Regions from separate parts of the Triticum aestivum genome. Here all the other regions are linked to region 1. The links are chromatin contacts, called in public Hi-C maps. All regions are on one chromosome and are shown on one strand. The core of a region is the stretch at or near the end of the contact, and the rest is flanking DNA. Distances in the headings are between cores, read along the strand shown. Region 1 has its middle 310 kb from the start of LOC123091596. Region 2 holds the start of LOC123126338 (probable xyloglucan endotransglucosylase/hydrolase protein 29). Region 3 holds the start of LOC123126320 (probable inactive shikimate kinase like 2, chloroplastic).

Region 1 (4,208 bases), core at 116-2,615:
AATGGGCCAAGCCCAAAAAATAGTGCAAAACAAATTAAAAATGAAATATTATATTGCAAAAAAATGTTCGTCACCATAAAAATGATTCCATTTTAAAAAATATTGTTGAAATTAATAAAAAAACACCTTCTCAAAACAAAAGAAATATTCATGTTTTTCCGAACAACAAAAAATAAAATTGATTGAAAGACTATTTCATACCAAAAAGAAATACTTGGTGTAACCTTATTTCTGACGTTTGCAATAATTGGGTTAAAAATGTGTTTCACAATTGCATGTGGAGCAAGTTATATTTAATATTTTGCCGGGTGCAATGCACGGGCATTTGTACTAGTAAAAGTAAATAAGGATAAGTAAAAAAACAAAAGAAACAGGAAAACTCAGTAAAAGAAATCAACCAAAAAAGGAAAAAGTTCCAGCAAAACCTACGCTACGCTGCTAAATGGGCCAGCCCACTCCGCGCCCAGCTCTCGTATACGAAATGAGCGTCATATACAAAATGCACCGGAACGGGTCGGCCTGGTTCAGTTGAACGCCTAACGATCAGTCGCTGTGCAGGTCCCATAAAGTATTCGTTGGTGGTGTCATTTATTTATTTATCCTTTGCTAAAAATATATATATTTATTTTTCCTTTCGAACAGAAAGATCTCTATAAAAACATAGCGGGGCATGGAGCGAAACTCCCTTTTGGAGTCCGAGCCCCAATGAGGCCAGTTAAAAAAAAATCATCAAAATTTATATTTTTACATTTCGAAAGATTCTGAAAAAATATATACTTATACCTGGAGGCATAATGCATAAGTGTGTAAATTTTCAAAACAAAATATTTTAAAATTAGGGCTGTGCAAACAAGACAAATCTGGGCATTTTTAACACATGATACTATTCATCGTCCCAGGTCATTAATTTGTCTTCTTTTGTACAGATCGCATTTTAAAATATTTCATCCCAAAATTCTACACACATACACATCCCAAAATATTTCATCCTTGTTTACTTGTATGAAAAAAAATCAGCTTTTTTTAACCGAAAAGTTTCAAAACGCCTCACTTGGCACGGAAGTGTGAAGCAAAATTCCTGTCCCAAACTGTCACAGTTTTTCGCAGGGAGGGGTTTCCCACCTGACTGACTTTTATAAGTCAGCGTAGAACGCTTCAACGCGCGTTCGCGTCCGTTTAACCTGCCATTGACCGGTACTGATAATAATAGCACGCTGGCGAAGGGCCGTAATACCATGGGAAATGGTGAAGTCTATCCTTGCGCATCTCGACATTGACCGGTGCAGCTAGAGCTAGGTGTGGGTAGGTGCCCCACACCGCGACGGGTCGAGCCAGCGGCCAAAGCCGTGCACGGTGTTGATATGCAGGCAGCCAGACTCACAGGCCACACGGGATGTGGGGGGGACGAGAGAATCTCACTACGTCCGTGTAGTACCTTCTGGACCGAGCCTGGACGCAAAAGGTCGGACTTTTCGTACACGTACGCAGGTAAAGGGCAGGCCCGTGGCGATGACCAAAAGGACACCGGCGCGTCCACATCGACGGCGACCACTCCATCCACACGGGGGCGGGATACGGGTGCCCGAGAGATCCGTCGCTTCCAGGGCCAGGGAAACCCAAAAGCGCCTCGTCACGCTCCGTCGGGGAGGTTGACGCGCCTTTGCCCCTGCATCACTGCCGTGACCGAACCAGAACCAGAACCAAAACCAAAACTAAACCACGGGCCGTCATGTGCGGGCGGGCGGCGGCGGCATCGGCATCGGCGTCACGGTCGCCCCGGGCAAAGAAAGAAATGGCTCACAATGAAATGCCCGGGGAATCTCCCCGCTGGCCCTGCCCTGCCCTGGGCAGCGGACATCGCATGTCATCTGGATCACATTGCTTGGTTTCGTTGCCTTGCCTCCAATTGGACAAGGACGGCCAGACATGCCAACAGCTACCTATAGCTATAGCTAGGTGATAGTACTACTGCTACTAGTAGCACTAGAAGCTGAAGCAAACAATAGGGGATGATGGCGCCGCCCGGGCGGAAAAAATAAAGAGATAAAGACAGAGGGGGGATGGGATTAAGCGATGGGGGGAATCATGGCAACTTGCCAGGTGCAGCGCAACCTGCTGCCCCTGCCTGCACCTGCACGCCTCGGCCCTCGGGTCTGTCCCTGACCGCCGCTGCACGCACGTAGCAGGAGGAGGAGGTGGCGTGGACACATGCTAGCTACAGCTCTGAATCCTGGGCTAGTCGAGGTAGCAGCAGCAGTAGCCAGTAGGCCATGCGCTTGACGTTGCGCCCTCGGCCTCACGCCAACTACACCGCGCGCCCCTATCCTGTCCGTTTGGGGTAAAAGGAACAAATGAGGCGTCCCAGTGCGGGACGGCCCGAACCTATCCTGTCCGTTTTGTGTCCGGGCCGATCCATTTCGAGCGCAAACTTGCGCCGAATTTGGGTCGCGGCGGACACCAAACGGACGCGTGCCTCGTCCGCGTCGGGGCCGCGTGGCAGGCGGCCACCTACCTCCCACCCGGCCAACATCAATGCGCACGAGCGGGCGGCCCCACCTGTCATCCACACGTCGGACGGTCGCCGTCCTTCTTTACGTGGGAAGCTTGGACGGGTCGCGTCCACACTGTCCCACGCCACCCCGCGGCCTCCTCGAAACGCGGCAGCGCCTGCTCCCAAAACCTAGCCAAAAAACTCGCCGGCCGGCCGCCCGCAGCCATGGGCCTCTGAAACTACGGCCGCAAAGGCAAGCACGACAGCGAGGCTGGTTCCTCGTCGGGGCGCCGCCGCGGCTCGGTGAAGAAAGAGGAGCCCGCGTCGCCATCGCCACCACGCGCGGGCCCCCGCGCCGCCCGCCTTCTCCATCGCGCCCACGTCCGCCGGCGAGCGCGACCAACATTACATCCGCGCGTCGGTGTGCCGCCATTATTGGGAGACGAGGACGCCGCTCCCCTGGAGCGACGTCCATCTCCCCAATAACTGGCATCTCTCCGCCGACCGGGTCCCCATCCCGCCGGTCCCGACGAGCGGCCGTGCGCGCGACGAGGAGATCGAGCGCCGCCGCCGCCTCCTCCCCGACGACCTCTTCTACAACGTCAGGTACGCCCCCGACTCCGGGCTCTGGGACACCTGGTTTCGTGACGAGCACGACACCAGGCACGCGTCGTTCTTCGCCGGCACCTCGACGGGGACGCGGCGGCCACGACAGGAGCGCGCAGCGCCTGCTCCCCAGGTGCGCGGGCGTAGGCGGGTGCGTGGCGTCACGCCCACGCCGTCGCCTTCGCCGTCTCCATCGCCACCACCACCTCCTCGCATGACGGAGGAGGAGGAGGCCCGTCTCGTTGCGTGCGTCATGAAGGACTCCATGCGCACGCACGACGAGCGCCAGTGGGAGGGCCTCGAGGAGATGATGGCCCGCTCTGCCACCGGCGAGGTCGCCATCCCCGAGCTCGAGATTGTGGCGAAGGAGGAGGAGGAGGTGGAGGAGCCGCCGGTGGCCGCGTTCCACCCGGCCCTGGTTGGTCAGGGGTGGGGCTGGTCGTGCACGGTAGAAGAGATGGCCGACGTCGTGGGCGTGAACTGGCGCCCCACGCCGCCGCGGTCACCGGAGCGGGAGGCGTCGCCGCGGGAGGAGGTGGTGCAGGCACCTCCCGCTGTCCAGCCAGCCCCCGTCTACCACGCATCGCCGGCCCATCTCTGGACGCCGCCGGCCTACGTCGACCTGGTCAGCGACGACGATGACACCGACGGTCAGTGAGCGGCGTCGGCCACGGCATCGACGGGCGCGGCAGGAGCAGGAGCGCGCGGGGAGCCGTTTTTCTTTTTTGCTTTATGTTAATTACGAACTGGGCCGTTAAGTGGACTGACAAACTGGGCCGTTTTATGGCCGTAACCCCTATATATATATTTTATGTTTTTTTAACTAAGTTTATTTACTTTTTTAGTCATATCATTTAGTTTTTAATTTTTTTTTATTCAGTCCATCCCAGACAGGTTTTGGGGTGCGGCCGCGCGTTGGACGCATCCACGACCCATCGGACAAAAGCGGACATGGACGAATCCATCGACGCCTCAAAGGAACAAAATCCGGTCAAACCGGACGTCCGTTTGAGGTCGCGCGGTGAAGTTGGGGCCTCAGTTTTGCACGGACGGGCGGACGGACGCGTGGGGGGCACGTCTGCGGAATTCGCTCCGGCTGCGAGACACGAGG
Region 2 (4,652 bases), core at 1,466-3,965, 350 kb before region 1:
GGAAAATGGTTTGGAACATTTAAACTATATATAAGCAAGTGGACGTACTACTGTATGTACTATTGATAAAATTACGTTTTTCTTGACGTTTTCCTATCTGTAATCCTCCTGTGTACTGTGTACATATCCGACAGATGCACCAACCTCGACCGAGAAAACTATCTCGAGGATGTCATGCATCGATCGACTCGACTCATTCGATCGGAACCCATAACCTACTGCATGCTGGAAGAGTACTGCAGCGGCGACGACGAGCGGCGGCGCCTCTTCTTGGACTCCCCCCAGAGGTGGAAGCTGGAGTCGCCGTCGGCGAGGTCGTCACACTCGGGGAAGACGGTGGTCTTGTATCGCACCCTGTCGCGGCACGCCGTGTAGGTCAGGTACTGCTCGCGGAACCCCCTCATGGCGGCGCGCTTGGCAGGGGCCATGACGGCGACGTCGTGCGTGAGCAGGTCGACCTGGCACCCCTCGGGGTCGGCGACGCTGCTGGCGTCGCAGCCGCTCAGGACGAGGTCGGAGAACTCGGCGGCGAATGGCGCGTAGGCGTAGTCGACCTTGTACTTGCCGCCGTCGGTGGCCCAGGCGGAGCCATCCCAGATGGTGGCGTAGACGGACATGGGCTTGGAGGGGAAGTCGCCGCCCATGGAGGGAACGCGGACCACCTCGCGGATGGGGACGCCGTCGAGGTAGAAGACGATGTTGTTGGGGGTCCAGGCGATGGCATAGCGATGGACGCCGGCGACGGTAGGTTCGACGGGGAGATGGTAACGCTCCTCTCGGCCGCGCACGGTGCTGCCGTTGCCGTACATGTTGGTCTGGACACGCCAGCCGTGACCGCGCCGGTTGCCCAGCAGCTCGAAGTCCAGCTCGTCGTGGTTCTTGGGATACTCGTCCCAGTTCGACAGCTGCACAGCGCACACGCACAAGTCAGTCTCACACCAGCACGAATGTAAAGCTTTCGATGGCATGAACAAGTCAGCTGTCTCACAGCAACAGCAGCACCAAAAATTCTCGTAGAGATAAATATTTCGATCGGAAGAAGAAGAAATTTTGAACCAATCAAACAGTTACCAAAGAACTAATCATGCATGCCAATCAAAGGTGCATGCCTGAATCCTCAGTATAACATTTTATTTCTCCGGTATACGTGTTTGCTTTCTTCATTTCTGTCATAATTTGGGAAGACAAATAATGATCATAACTTTTTTTTGAGAAATAATAATGATCATAACATATATTTTTTGAGGGGTAATAATGATCATAACAAAGATATGAATCAGTACTGTTGGGTTGTTTGGGCCAGATAGGGCAACCGATGGCCAAGATTTTTTTTCTAGGCCTTGAAAGCAAGCCATCGATGTCGACATCACCCACCATGTGAAGGTGCACCAGGGCCGAGCATAAATTTCTTTCTTGAAGTGAACAAAAAGAGATGGAATTAACAAACCGTCACTCAGCCTCACTAGCGTTGTTCGGGCCGAGTAGGGTAATAAAATCAGGCCAGAAAAGCTAGCTTGCTAGCCATCGATGTCGACACATCCCACCAATGCAATGCAACCACCCGAGATGGATCGAGCTAGCTTAGACCGATAGATTACCCATACTGCAGGGCAATTGGTCGACGCACGCCAAGATGATGGACGTCCATTTCTACACCAATAGCTTAGTATATATCGCGCATATCTTCTTTTTCTTGGGCTGATGGCGGATGGGTGTTTCGTGTACGCCTACCTAGCACGACCGGTGTTAGGGCGGTGCTAAAGCGAAAGCGATCGACATGATGCTGACCGGTGTGCACTGCACCACGCAGAGGGGAAAGTAGACGGAATTTCTCCTCCCTTCCCGCCGCGTGGTACGCAGCCACACTTGTTCAGCCATTTCGATGGACAAGAACGAGCAGCAGCACTTTACACGGTTCCGCCCGGTGGATTTGTGGTGCTGTTCGCGGACAAGCAAGCGGAGTGTGTTGTGGATCACTGGGTAATTCATAGGACATGTATGGTCATCGATCTACCTAGACCAGTCACCAGCGTAAGTAGAGTTGATTTCTAGGCTTAGTCATGTCGAAATATCAAGTGACCCAGCAGATTAATCGATCGAACGAAGCAAGTAAATAAAAGGATCAAACTGGAACAGGGGGCCTAGGCTGGGGCACGTACGTAGAAGGCGACGACGACGCCGGCGGTGTAGTCGGCCGGCAGCTTAATGGAAGCGCCGAAGAACCCATGGCGGTAGGCCGACTTGGATATGAACCCAGACCCTGCATCGTCACACTCACTTAGTTTGGAATATAATTATCGGGTTCTCGATCGATGGAGCGATCAAATAACTGCCGAAAACCAAATCGACTTTGATCGCGATCGGGGTATGTAAACGGGTATCGGAAATACGTACTGTTCCATTGATTGAATTACTTACCGGTGTATCGGTCCAGCTTGAGCGTGACGCTCCGGCCGTCCGCCGACCGCACGAGGTTGTCGCCCCCGAATAGCGGCGCGTACCCGGCGTCGAACGGCACCGGCGACGTGTCCAGCGCCGCCGCGGCGGCCGCGGCGAAGACCGCGAGAGCCGCCATGAGAAGAGCACTGGCTGCTGCCATGGCAACTCGCTGGTCCGATGGATCGACGGAGCTCGATCCTGCACCCAGGAGGCAGCCGCTGCGCTATGCGTGTATGTATTTCTGTGTCCGTGTGGCGTGCCTGTGTGTCGATATATATGCATGTCATGTCATCTTATGTTTCCTTTGTCGAGACGATGCGATTGGGTTCAAGTTCCTTTTTGGCGGAGCCGCCGGCGGGCTACGCCGACTTGTGGGCCCGGAGTATTATACTATCTCTAATAATGCTTATATTTGACCAAACAAAAATGCTAATAATACATCTTTTTTTGAACTTATTCTTTTTTAAACAGATTTTTGAACCTATTCTCATGCATCCCTAAGGTTCTTTTTCGGCAACAAATCATGTGACATCTATCCCGGAGTGTGTTAAAGCGGACAGCCTAATCTAGAGGATCCATTTATTCATCTGCTTCATACTGGCTATTGTAAATACGCAACGAAAACGTCCATTTGATGGTAAATGACTGGCTATTGTTACGTACATTTTTTTTTGAAAAGGGGACTCCCCGGCCTCTGCATCAGAACGATGCATACGGTTACATTTATTATAAAAATAAAGTAGTTCAACAATGTCTTGCAGTCTGCAACAAAATGATAGCTCACAAAGAGCAATAGAAACAAAGACCAAAAAGGCCCAAAAGCCACAACCGGCTGGCAAACTATGGATAGGTAAACTAATCGTCTATCCTATTACATGACCGACATCCAAACCGGTTGAAGATATCCCGCGCTACCATCTCCCACCGGAGAGATCCAGTAACCAAACGCTCCCTGGCCTCCATCGGAGTGAGTAAGGACCACATACGGATTAGCGCAGTAATCCGGAATAAAACCTGCAAAAAATAGATAGTTGATGTTCTGTTAAAAGCCAAATCATTTCTGCAGTTTCAGATTGCCCATAACAACGCACATGCTCCTACTCGAATTTGTCTAGCTGTTTCGGACTCTATCCCAACAAGCCACGTTCCAAATAACGACCCGACTGAACTCGGAGGAGTAATGTTAAAGGCAATTTGTACCGAGCGCCACAGAACCCTCGCCAACGGGCAATCAAAGAAAGGTGCTTGATATTTTCATCCCGATCACAGAAACTACACCTAGTAGAGCCTGTCCAGTTGCGCTTAACCAAATTATCTTTCGTTAAGATAACTTGTTTATGTATAAACCACATAAACACTTTGATTTTTAGCGGAACCTTAACTTTCCAAACATGTATGGAACTAGGAATAACACTAGAATTGATGACGTCAAGGTACATCAACTTGACTGTGAATTCCCCAGAAGTAGTAAGCTTCCAGCACAACTGATCGGGCTGGTGAGTAAGCTGAACCTCCATCAGTCTACTCACCAGATGAAGCCAAGCTTCCCACTGATCTCCAACAAGCACCCTCCTAAACTGAATATTAAAGGGGTTGGACTGCAAACTCGTTGCAACCAGAGCATCTCGTCGTTGCACAATACGATATAACGAAGGATACTGAAGCGCCAGCGGCGCTTCCCCCAGCCAAGTATCCTCCCAGAAGTGAGTACTATTGCCATCACCAACAATAAACTTTGTTCTATTAAAGAAAGTAGCTTTGACTCTCATAAGCCCTTTCCAGAACGGCGAGTCAGTCGGACTGACTGTCACCTGCGACAAAGTCTTTGAGTGCAAATACTTATTACGCAAAAGCTGCGCCCAAGTTGCATCCGTCTCAGCTGCTAACTTATAAAGCCACTTACTGAGGAGGCATCTGTTCTTAACCTCAAGATTCTCAACACCTAGACCCCCTTGGTCTTTCGGTTGGCAGATGACGTCCCATTTGGCTAAACGGTACTTCCTCTTAAGCTCATCACTCTGCCAGAAGAAACGGGATCGATAGAAGTCCAGTCTTTTCCTGACTCCAACAGAAACTTCAAAAAAGGACAAAAGGAACATAGGCAGACTCGTGAGCACCGAGTTAATGAGAATCAATCGGCCTCCATACGACATGAGTTTTCCCTTCCAGCAGCTCAGTTTCTTCTCAAACCGATCCTCAATACACTTCCATTC
Region 3 (4,474 bases), core at 873-3,372, 470 kb after region 1:
GGTCCATGCAGCTCGAACCGACCAAATTTGGTCAATTACTAAGCTGTCCGTAAAAACATCGTCAGTGGATGGAAATGGTGGCAATTCATCCTGCATGGCTGATGTTTGCAATGAAATTAGTTCCTGCAATGCTTCACCCATGGAATATAGTGGCAATTCTGATTCTGATTCTGAAATCTTCCGAGTCAAGCGCAGATCCAGCATATTAGGAAGACCTGCTCCTGACACAGAGACAACAAACTTCTCTGAACAGAAGGTATGCTCCAGTTTGATCCACGAAATTTGGAACAGATTCTCAAAGAGAGGAAGCCAATCTATTTTTACTCGCGCATCTGACCCTGTAGCCACAATTTTGATTATTTTTGTCACTGCCAGCCTGGTGAACTGCTGCTTCCTTGCCTACCTCATGTGCTGATAAATTGTTAGGCTTAGGCGTGTATCATATTATAGGTTACTGAACGCGTGATTGGTAATTGAGAAGCAACTGAGAATCCATGGATTTTGTGTAGGTTTGTTACACTGCATATTTTGTTTCTGATATATATAAATACTGTTTACTCAGGTTCTGAAGCGGCTGAAGAAGGCATCCCCAGAAACACAACATGACAATAAGCGACCTGAAGAATACTCTGCGCGTACTTCAGTTCCCTCAGTTAGTATGAGGCACAATAAGTCAAATTCTGCCTCTTCTGAGGAAGATAGAGAGGACATGGTTCCCATTGCCTGGAGGATGAAGCTGCGGCAGCTGGAAGCTCAACAAGGCGACGCCAGTTATGCCGCGCAGCAGTCCAAGGTGTATCCATCTACCAGCAGCTGTTCCCAGCAGCAGTCGAAGGTGTATCCATCTGCCAGCAGCTGTTCCCAGCAGCAGTTCGCGGAGGCAACTAAAGACGCAGCCTCCTCAGAGGTCCGGCCAAAGCGGGTGAAGATCCGGTTGCCTCGTAGCGCCAACAGGCTGGTCGAGCAGCAGCAGCAGCAGCAGCAGGGCAGTTCAGGCCAGAGATTTGCAGTGGATGACAAGCCACCTGGGTTTTGGCATACGATTTAGGGTAGCCGACTCTCAGGTGCTAACAACCTCGACAGATAGGACTCAATTCTCTTGCATTTTGGTTAGCACAGATGCTGACTGACTGTGTTTAGAAAGGAGAGGAGGATAGGGCTGATTGCTTGGTTAATCCATTCTTTGTGCAGCAGGGCCTCCAATTTGAGGCCGGCCTAGGTAGGCACACGGTTATTAGAAGACAAGACGATTGTTCATCACGTTGTTTAGAGGCTTCCTCTGAGTCACCGCTTGCTGGCTGCTCTTTGATGCCTGTATTGCCTGTGACGGAACTGGGCCTCTCCATTCTGCAAGTGTTTTCTTTTGCTTAGCAGCTGTGTACCTTATCTGCTTCTGCGCGGGCACTCCTGCTGCTGGAGCCACCTATCTCTTTTCCCAATTCTGTCACCTCACGGTGCCATTACTGACACATGATAGAGATCTTGAAATTACTACCTTGGCGATAACTTACTACTCTGTAAAGAAAAATAAGAGCGTACAAAGGAGCACTTAGTGTGCAGCACATGATTTTATAATCAACCCTATTATTGTTATACTCCGGTATAAAAGAAGAACACGAGGGGATTATTCAGAGAACCCAAAGCATATGCTTAATCTCTTCTTCGATCTGCGATTGTACCATCTTCCAGTTTGCTGGCTCCCCCATTATACAGTCCTGCATACCCCATGAAACGCGTCTACACAAAGCAAATCAAAATAAACAGGCGACACATTTTTTGCATTCTCTGTCTGTGCTGAGATGTTAATCATGAACAAAACACCCACCATATAATACTTCCATTGCGGGAGTATGGTACCGCATGTTTCTTGTTCGGGAGATGACATGCTATGATTCTATGGGATGTCTTTCACGCTTCATATAGCGTAGTTCACTAGTTAAATTAAATAGCCCTGAACCACATGTCTAACTAGTCTCTGAAAGCTCCTATGAGCATATCGGAGTTGGATATTTGTTCATTAATGTACTGCAAACTCCCCCTTTGTGAATCCACTCCATCTTTTAGACACGACATAATGTTGGAAAATCTGGAGCTTGTCATGTCGTTGAAAATAATCAGCTGAGGTTATCTGTGTCCCTATAGTTCACCGATACAAACGGAGAGGTGGAGCTGAGACTGGACATTGGAAAGCTTGGCATCGAGAGTTCAAGAGATGTTTTTGTTGACGTCGATGACATGTCCCTGCTCATCAGAGCCAAGTCTGATGGAACACTGAGGACTTTGATGAATGTCGGCACGCTATTCGACAGGGTTAAGTCTTCTGAGACGATATGGTATGTACTGCTAGCTCAGTAGCGGGCTCTTGCCTGTGAGGATTCATCTGTTGACTCGTTACACTGTTACAGGTTCATCGATGAGGATCAGTTGGTGGTGAATCTGAAGAAAGTCGAGCAAGAGCTGAAATGGCCCGACATTGATGAATCCTGGAAATCTCTCACTGCTGGGATCACACAGTTATTGGCAGGTATTAGCGTTCACATAGTTGGCGACTCCACGGATATCAATGAGGCGGTCGCCAAAGAGATCGCTGAGGGCATCGGGTGCGTGCATCGCTGTGCTATTACAGAAACTACTTGACCAATTGCATCCTTGTTTCTGCTGCGCCTTTTTTTTACCAATATATAGATATATGTCCTACTCTTAGATTCGCTGCCACAGATACTACCACAATTGTTGGTTCTACAGCAGATGAGGCCCCTGAAATGTGTTTAGCTGCGTGTTTGCAGGTATCTTCCAGTTTGCACAAGTGAGCTGCTAGAGAGTGCCACTCAAAAGTCTGTTGATACCTGTACGTCATTTTGGTGCTAAAATACGTATTCATTTCGGTGCTAAAATAGAACATACTACTCCGTCTCATAATATAAGACGTTTTTTAACACTATATTAGTGTAAAAAAACGTCTTACATTATGGGCGGAGGGAGTAGATCATTGCCGCTGCAGTGAGTTAACTACATGTATTACCTGTAGGGGCGGCCTCGGAAGGAGTGGACTCTGTAGCTGAAGCGGAGTGTGTTGTCCTAGAAAGCCTTAGCAGGTCGAGTTTTCTCTATTTTTGGGAGCTTCTTGGCTTGCTTTGGTTGATCACTTGCCATGCTAAAAATGTGTGTGTTGCAGCCATGTCCGTACCGTGGTAGCGACTCTGGGTGGCAAGCAAGGAGCAGCGAGCAGGTTCGACAAATGGCAGTATCTTCACTCCGGGTTCACAGTGTGGTTGTCGGTGTCGGAGGCCGGTGGTGAGGAAGGAAGCCTTTCGCTTGGTTGATGATTGTTTGGTTCTTCCGTGCTGACCTGCTGCTATGCGTGCAGATGAAGCCTCTGCCAAAGAGGAAGCCCGGAGAAGCGTTAGCACTGGGAGCGTGGCTTATGCAAAGGCGGATGTGGTGGTGAAGCTGGGTGGATGGGACCCGGAGTACACGCGGGCTGTGGCACAGGGCTGCCTTGTTGCCTTGAAGCAGCTCACCTTGGCAGACAAGAAGCTAGCAGGTAAAACACCAGCCGCCTCATGCTACATTTGGGCCCTGTTTGGTAATCACCGCACTCCCGGAGTCTGCGGAGCGGGGAAACTGCAACTCCACCGTTTTGAACTGCAGCTCCGCCAACTCCGCTTGCGGAGTTGTGGAGCGAACAGCGCCTTAGATTCCCTTTCATTAGGTGCATATCTGCAAGAAAATTGACATCAGTGTTGGAATGGCAGGGAAGAAGAGCCTTTACATCAGGCTAGGCTGTCGAGGGGACTGGCCAAACATCGAGCCACCCGGCTGGGATCCTCAATCAGATGCCCCGCCCACCAACATCACCAACATCTAGTCCAGCTTCAAGAGCCTTTTTTTTTCCTTTTTCGAGACATTATTCGTTGCTTATGGATGTACACATGCCCGTGCAAAACATTCAAGCCTCAGACAGCCATACTCTTATTCAGGACCAAGAGTATGAAATGACAACCGATCCACCAACGGACGCACGCGAGAATAAACACAGAATTAAGAAAATTGACAGAAAATGATGATTATTTATAACTAAAACTCAATGTTGATTGGACAAAAACCAAACTAGGAGGGTAAACAAGGATTCTTCTCCCTTGAAACCATCTTAGGTTCACAAGTATAACAGTTTCCTCTTTGCAACTACTAAAACAGACAGACAGAGCGGCAGATTCATACAGACGCAAATAAACTCAGAAGACTACATTCCTTTCCAACTCATGATAACAAGTCGACCAGTTCCTTCCTCCAATCCACCATGGTCACTGACCTCATGCCTTGGCTGGAGCATCTGCTGCTTCTCGCTTCACCATCGGAGGCAACTGTTAAAAGTAAAACACAAGCTTATACTTAGATTAACTAAATGTTGCTATCCTATAGTGCCACAGGAGCACAATCTTGTGTGTTAAACGGGCAGACAATGAATCAGGAG

The links. Hi-C and Micro-C count contacts between places; a contact is called where the count stands out from the background.
Region 2: a Hi-C map of leaf shows a contact between it and region 1, with 3 times the contacts expected there. The contact joins the promoter of LOC123126338 here to the enhancer-like site in region 1. A contact is called at or near these places in 2 of 5 Hi-C or Micro-C datasets (both in leaf).
Region 3: a Hi-C map of leaf shows a contact between it and region 1, with 7 times the contacts expected there. The contact joins the promoter of LOC123126320 here to the enhancer-like site in region 1. A contact is called at or near these places in 3 of 5 Hi-C or Micro-C datasets (all in leaf) and 1 of 1 datasets of contacts at active chromatin or transcription factors (leaf).

Annotation. Positions count from the first base shown.
Region 1 is chr1B:388,732,763-388,736,970 of IWGSC CS RefSeq v2.1, reverse strand. No RefSeq gene overlaps it. Among protein-coding and RNA genes, the nearest start is that of LOC123091596, 310 kb to the left of the region's middle. Within about 2 kb of position 1,365, at least 4 of the 8 cell types and tissues checked have an H3K27ac peak or open chromatin away from gene starts, as enhancers often do. A contact at or near this core is called in leaf, where this site is marked.
Region 2 is chr1B:389,085,899-389,090,550 of IWGSC CS RefSeq v2.1, reverse strand. It overlaps LOC123126338 (probable xyloglucan endotransglucosylase/hydrolase protein 29), which reads right to left and starts at 2,715. Exons shown (of 3, transcript XM_044546697.1): 1 at 2,419-2,715; 2 at 2,160-2,260; 3 at 40-905. The coding sequence starts at 2,599. The coding sequence ends at 216.
Region 3 is chr1B:388,260,099-388,264,572 of IWGSC CS RefSeq v2.1, reverse strand. It overlaps LOC123126320 (probable inactive shikimate kinase like 2, chloroplastic), which reads left to right and starts at 2,122. Exons shown (of 7, transcript XM_044546685.1): 1 at 2,122-2,333; 2 at 2,406-2,600; 3 at 2,787-2,848; 4 at 3,029-3,095; 5 at 3,176-3,294; 6 at 3,368-3,544; 7 at 3,756-3,979. The coding sequence starts at 2,236. The coding sequence ends at 3,868. It overlaps LOC123126286 (lysine-specific demethylase JMJ706), which reads left to right. Exons shown (of 10, transcript XM_044546651.1): 9 at 2-256; 10 at 563-1,370. The coding sequence ends at 1,048. LOC123126302 (inactive poly [ADP-ribose] polymerase RCD1) reads right to left here. Exons shown (of 7, transcript XM_044546670.1): 7 at 4,051-4,364. The coding sequence ends at 4,314.